Regions from separate parts of the Sus scrofa genome. Here region 1 is linked to region 2. A link is a contact called in public Hi-C data. All regions are on one chromosome and are shown on one strand. Each heading gives the region's core, a stretch centred on a gene start, on an enhancer-like site or on the middle of the called end of the contact. The rest is flanking DNA. Distances are from core to core; before and after follow the strand shown. Region 1 holds the start of MFSD8 (major facilitator superfamily domain-containing protein 8). Region 2 holds the start of LARP1B (la-related protein 1B).

Region 1 (3,271 bases), core at 697-3,196, 69 kb after region 2:
GGGCCACACTCGAGGCATATGGAGATTTCCAGGCTAGGGGTCTAATCAGAGCTGTAGCTGCTGGCCTAAGCCAGAGCCACAGCAATGCCAGATCCGAGCTGTGTCTGCGATCTATACCCCAGCTCACGGCAACGCCAGATCCTTATCTTCTTAATATTCTTTTTGAAGGTGGGCTGGTGATGAAAAGCATAGGTTTTATAGTAAGGAGTCCTCTGTTTCTTGGATTCAAGATCATTGCTTATTAGAGGTGTGACCCTAGGCAAATTATTTAATCTCTTACTTTCAAGTTCCTTGTATGCTTGAAACAATCCCACCTCAGAGGATTGTTGCAGGGGTGAAATGAGGTAATTCAATAAGTATTCATTCAATGTGCATTTGTTTAGTAATCATTATGCTTATGCAATATTGGTTAAAGTTCCTTAGTTAAATATACATCTGTATATTTGCTACAACTCCAGAGATTTTTTTAAAAAAGAAGCCAAAGACACAGTAAGCCAACATTATGGCAAACAAACAAAAAACTAATTTTACCCATGTACTTCTTGGACCAATCATAGGAATCTGATATGTTTTTGTTAGCTGTTACAAATTTGCAAGACTGAATCCAAGTACACAAAGTTAGGTCTGTATTCAGAAGATAATTCTGTACTAAGAGAAAACCTATTTCAAGTTTAGCTGTTAAGTCAGTGGACTGTATCTAATAGACTACACACAAGGTTACAAACAAGACAAAGATCAAAAGTGATGGCTTATACCATACAGTACATAACTAGTATAGGGCCTGGAATAGAGTAAGTGCTCATTTTGATCGAAAACAGTTTAATTTGGGTCCCAACTCGGCCATTTTCACACCGAGTGACTCTGGGTAAGTTATTAACTTTTCTGGGCCTTAGTTCTCTGTAAATTATAAATGTGTCTGCTTTACCTATCCCATAGTTGTGATCAAATGAAATCACATAAAGATGTATCTAGTGCTAACTATGACACACATGACTACTGCACCAATTAGCTTACAAGTCTGCTTGTAGAGGTAAGATGTTAATATGTAAGCACCAGAAAAGAAACAGCACCTCGATCTACCGAAAACAAACAAACAAAAACAACCCATAACCTATTTTCTAAAAATATTCTCCTTGTGATGAAAAGAGCTGGCCATTGTCAAACTTGTGCTGTGCCTTTTCTAACCTCCAGGTTACAGCAGCAGGCTCTGCTGATTGGTATCTTGCAAGGCTGAAAGCCCACAGTCCACGCAGGCGGCGGTGGGGTTCCAATTTGGGGATCAGCAGGTTAGGAGGGGCTGGAGGACCCCCATCTTCAATCCAGGTCTCAACAAGGCACTATGGGTAAGGGGCCTTTGCAGTTAACCAGGCGAGATAAAGCACAGCGCGTCACCACCTCCACTTTCCACAGAGGGGAGAGCCCGCCAGCCCACCTCACTCGGACCCGCCCGAGCACTTCCACCCTCCCCAGGGCTCCAGACCCCCGAGTCTCCCGCCAAGCCTTGCGCTCTCAGCCCCTGACTCCTGGCACGTAGGCAGCGCTGCAAGAGGCTTGGGAAGCGCGGCCTGGACTGGATACATACTCACTGGCCGCTGGGCGGACGCCTGCTATCCAGCTAGCCGAGACTCCCTGCGCCACCGATCTCTCCCGGGACTTGTTTTCGGGCTGAACCGCAAGCGCAGCTTCACCACACTCTCCAGGAACTGAGGTGCGAGAGGTAGCGGACAGGGAAGCATAGGAAGGCATACGAACCCTGGGCGGGGCGGCTGTTTGGATACGCCCCCTCTCTGGCTCTCCTTCAGGTCGTCCCTGGAGGCGGAGAGGCGGAAACGCCAGGAGGAGGTTCAGACCTCAGGACCCACCCCTTAACCCTGTCATCTCCACGGCCCCGCCCCGCCCTGTCTTCTTCGTGACCCCGCCTCTGACCTGGCACGCTCCGCCCACTTCTGGTTGTCGGGTGCGCATGCGCACTTGCGGGCCTGTTCTGACACCTTCGGGCCTCCTGGAATGGGAGAGAGTAGGAGGTGTCGCGAGAGTTGACCTCTAGCTTTGTGGGAGCTTTAACTATGGCGAGCTTTGGGGTCGGGGCTGAACAGGAGCCCCTCTTAGGAGACCATACACCAGGAAGCAGGTGAGCGGATGTTGGGGGGAGGCCATCTCACCCTCCTGCGCACTTGGGACTTACGCTTTTCCTCGCGTCAGCCTTAGCTGGTGCAATGAGGGGTGCCTAGGCGGCGGGAGCCGCGGCAGGTTGGGCGAGACCCGGAGATGCGCTTCTACTTCAGAGAACCCGCGTCCGGCTCGGGGGCGCCTTGAGTTGGCGGGTTGTGGTGAAGGGGTTATAGAAAGGCAGATAGCCTCTTGGACCTTCACAACAGTTATGCAGCAGCCAAGCAACTGCGCTCTGCATTTGGCCCTTTATTTTTTTAAGTTTTGCATTTGACCCTTTACAGAACTGATCACTTTACACATTTCATAAAAGTTCGAAAATGATGGTTTTAATAGGTACTTGAAAATAACTGGTCTTAGTGTTCAGTTAATTGCCTGCTAACTTCTTGATACTTTTTTAGCAGATAAACCCAAGACGAACTCACTTTTGTCCTATGCCAAATGTATAAATACTTATTTTTAAACAGTTAAGGGACGAAGTGTATTTTGACCCTTACTATTCTGATTATTCTGGTTCTAGTTTATGGACTGTGATTCAGAATTGTTATAGTTTGTTTCTTACTAAACAGTGAAGTATTTTCACCTTTAGGAAAACGGAGCTAAGAATCATTTTAAACATAATTATTAAATCAAGTTAATTAAGTCACAGCTGAACTTCAGCTGTCTCTGATTCTGTTAATTTTTTGCTCGTTTATCTCTCTTAAGCACCAAACCTTTTTTAGAAGTCACTTTGAAACCATTTGGAAAATGTATTTCTCTGGTCCTTGATTTACTAAACAATATATGGAATGCAATTTTATTTACATTTTATCTTGAGATCATTAAAATGAATGCCAGTGATGAAATATGTTGTAGCAAAGTGACATCCAGCCGGCCTAAGGAGGCATTTGGGCCTATTTACTTCTATACTGATTTGTTCTACACTGCTATAATTTTCACCTATGCTTTTTAGTTTTTTTTTTTTTTTTTTTTGCCTAACTGTTCTTCATAGACTATTCCTTATCGTTTTTTGTTTATTATTATTATTTTTTAATCTGTTGTTTGTTTTACTGTCTGCAAACCTCTCCTCGCAACTTTACACGGGGTGTTCTGGTTTGCTGTG
Region 2 (3,456 bases), core at 133-2,632:
ACAAAAGACTGCGATTTTCAGCTTATCAATTCTTTCACCAGAAAAAAACCGCAGTTGCGCTTCCACTTTACAAATAAACACCTTTGCTCCACCCCTTTTTTAAAAGTCCACAGAAACTTTTCTATGGGACAAACAGCAACGTCTCCCCTAAGTCAACTTTCCCATGTCACTAACACGTGGGGGCAAGGCAGAACTGGGGCCATGCCAGCCGAGTGGCTCAGCTCTTTCACCCTCGCCGTGCCCCCACCAGTCAAGGAGAACCCGAGGTCCCACCTCTTCCTGCAGCTCCCTTCCCAGATGTCCATTTATGTAAATAGGCAGAGTGAATGACACCTTGGAACGATACACCTCCGATTGACAGGGAAAGGAGGGCTGCCCCTCCCCCAGCCACTAGAGTCTCCCCTCACACACCCTCCCGGTGACCACCGCAGAGGAACCACAGACCTGCCTCCAGGGTTTCCAGTGGGGGAAGCGGCGGCAGCCCCGTCCCGGCGGGGGACAGGTGCTGGGGAGGCTTTTTGGTCCAGGGGTTCTCCTTCGGCGGCGGCGGCGGTAGCGGCGGTGGCTGCAGCTTTTCCTCGGAGCCAGCCGCCACCTCCTCCTCCCGGGCTTCCTTGGCCGGCGGGTCCCGGGACAGCGGTGGCGGCGGCTCCCCACCGAAGGGGCCCCCTGGCCCTCGCGCCTTGTGCGCCAGGTGCAGCGCCAGAGGCTTCACGGGCACAGCCGCCTGGGGCACGCTGCGTCCCAGCACTGGCGCCGGCGACGGCTCTCCTCGCGCCCCCGCGCTGGTGGCGGCCGGGGCCCGCTCCTCCCTCGCCGCCTCTTTGCCCTCCCGTTCGGGCGCAGGCAGCTGCTCCGCCTGTCGGCTCGCCGCGGCAGACAGCGACTCCCTCTCAGCAGCTGCCGCGGGCGGCTCCTCCCGACGGTGAGCGGCGGGCACCGGGGCGCGAGCAGACATCGTTCCCTTGCCCCAGCCGCCCCAGCCCGGGGGGGCCTGGGCCCAGGGAACCCGGCTGCCCGTCTCTCCGGCGGGACACCGACTGGCTCCGGCCTGGGGCAGAGAACCCGAGAGCCCGGCTACAGTCGCCGCCGCCGCCGCCACGGCCGCCCGCGTCGGCAGAGGCGGTGCAGCGCCCGGCGTGCCGCCCCTCCCCGCGTCGAACGGGGCGCTAACCGCCCGCTGGTTCAGCCCGCCTCAGCGGCGCAAGCCCGAAGCTGCCAACACGCGCCGGGCGCCGCAGCCGGGAGCCGCGAGCCCTCACCTGGCGCGGAGAGCAGCGGAAGCACCGCAAGCCGAGGACGGAGGACCTCTAGCGGAGTGAAGGAGGCGCGCGCGCTCCCAGAGCCGGTAACTGCTCGCGGGGGCGGAGGCGGGGGGCGTAGAGGGGGAGGTCCGAAAGGACGGAGAGGGGGCGGGGCCTACCGAAGGAGCGTGACGTGACTGACTACTCACCCGCTCCTGCCCTCGCCAGGCCGCCGCCGGCGGTAGTTGACTGAAGCGCCCGGCTGGGTGCCGCCCTGCTTGAGGGCGGGCCCCACCGCAGCGGCCCGCCGAGGGGGAAGGAGGGCGAACAGGGCGATTCCCCAGCTCCCCGGCTACCGCGGCCCCCTCTGCGGGAGCAGGGGCGGGACGTGCACAGGGCCTCTGTGACACGCGGCTGGCTCGCGCCAGACTTCGACAGGCTGCGAGCGAGGGGCGGGGCGGGCTGCGCACGTGGCGCCCGGCTGGGCGGTGGATTTACCCCTAGCCCTTAAGTGGAGTTGACTCCAGGCGAGGGGGATAATCTTGGCTTGGGCAGCTCCGGAATGGACAGGGGTCACCCACAGGGCAACTTTGCCCCTTGCGTCTGTTGCCTCGCCCCATGAAAAAGTTTCCTACTGGCTCTTCGGGGCACTGTGGTCACCTGTAACTTGAGCCACGTCCAAAATAAAAACAGTGTGATCTGTAGGCATCTTTATGAGACCTTTGCCCAGGAGCTGAATTTAGTGCACTTTCCCGCCCCTATTCCCGCCCCTATTCCCGCCCACGAGTAAAACAAATTGATAATGCTTTGTCATCGGTTTTTAAATTTTGTTTTGTTTTTGTCTATGCTCTTTAAAATTTTTTTAAATCAAAACTATAATGTTGATTTATAATGTTCCGTCAATTTTTGCTGTATAGCAAAGTGACCCAGTTATATATACATTCTTTTTTTCACAATATCCTCCATCATGTTCTGGCAGGATCGCATTGCTTGTCCACTCCAAATGCAGTAGTTTGCATCTACTAACCCCAAACTCCCAGTCCATCCCACTCCCTCCCCTTGCCCTTGGCTACTGTAAGTCTGTTCTCCATGCCCATGAGTTTGTTTCTTTTCTGTAGATAGGTTCATTTGTGCCATAAATTACATTCCAGATATAAGTGATAGCATATGGTATTTGTCTTTTTTCTTTCTGGTTTCACTTAATATGAGTCTCTAGTTCCATCCATGTCGCTGCAAATCACATTATTTTGTTCTTTTTTATGGCTGAGTAGTATTCCATTGTGTATATACACCACATCTTCTTAATCCAATCATCTGTCATGGACATTTGGGTTTTTTCCATATCTTTGATATTGTGAATAGTGCTTCAGTGAACATAAGGGTGCATGTGTCCTTTTCAAGGAAAGGTTTGTCTGTATAGATGCCCAAGAGTGGGATTGCTGGGTTATGTGGTAGTTCTATATTTAGTTTTCTGAGGTACCTCCATACTGTTTTCCATAGTTGTACCAATTTACATTCTCACCAGTAATGTAAGAGGGTTCCCCTTTCTCCATACCCTCTCCAGAGTTTGTTATTTGTGGACTTATTAATGATGGCCATTCTGACTGGTGTGAGATGGTACCTAATTGCAACTTTGATTTACATTTCTCTGATAATTAGTGATGTTGAGCATTTTTTCATTTGCCTGTTGTCCATCCAAATGTCTTCGTTGGAGCTTTTTAACTTTTTGTTGTTGTTTTGCTTTTTAGGGCCACGCCTGTGGCATGTGGAGGTTCCCAAGCTAGGGGTCAAATGGGAACTGTAGCTGCTGGCCTAGGCCACAGCCACAGCAACACAGGATCCGAGCCGTGTCTGTGACCTATACCACAGCTCATGGCAACGCCAGATCCTTTCCCACTGAGTAAGGCCAGGAGTGGAACCTGTGTCCTCATGGATGCTAGTCAGATTCATTAACCCTTGAACCATGACAGGAACTCCTTTAACAATTTTTTAATTGAAGTATAAGTTGTCTTAAAATGTTTCAGGTATATAGCAAAGTGATTGTTTTATATATATATATATATATATTCTCTTTCAGATTCTTTTCCATTAGAGATTATTAAACGTATTGAATGTAGTTCCCTGTGCTGTATATTACAGGTCCTTGTTGTTTATCTATATATATATATATGTACATATACATATATTTTAATTTGTAGAGAACAGCTGTTTA

Evidence for each region. A called contact is a pair of places that touch in the nucleus more often than the background predicts.
Region 1: a Hi-C map of skeletal muscle shows a contact between it and region 2, with 2.5 times the contacts expected there. The contact joins the promoter of MFSD8 here to the promoter of LARP1B in region 2. A contact is called at or near these places in 2 of 5 promoter capture datasets (fetal liver and liver), 8 of 47 Hi-C or Micro-C datasets (alveolar macrophages, blood, heart right ventricle and 2 more) and 2 of 2 datasets of contacts at active chromatin or transcription factors (alveolar macrophages and skeletal muscle).

The regions. Positions count from the first base shown.
Region 1 is chr8:96,923,117-96,926,387 of Sscrofa11.1, forward strand. It overlaps MFSD8 (major facilitator superfamily domain-containing protein 8), which reads left to right and starts at 1,947. Exons shown (of 12, transcript XM_021101605.1): 1 at 1,947-2,131. The coding sequence starts at 2,067. It overlaps ABHD18 (protein ABHD18), which reads right to left and starts at 1,746. Exons shown (of 14, transcript XM_013978904.2): 1 at 1,587-1,746. The coding sequence starts at 1,746.
Region 2 is chr8:96,854,687-96,858,142 of Sscrofa11.1, forward strand. It overlaps LARP1B (la-related protein 1B), which reads right to left and starts at 1,383. Exons shown (of 20, transcript XM_021101600.1): 1 at 1,263-1,383.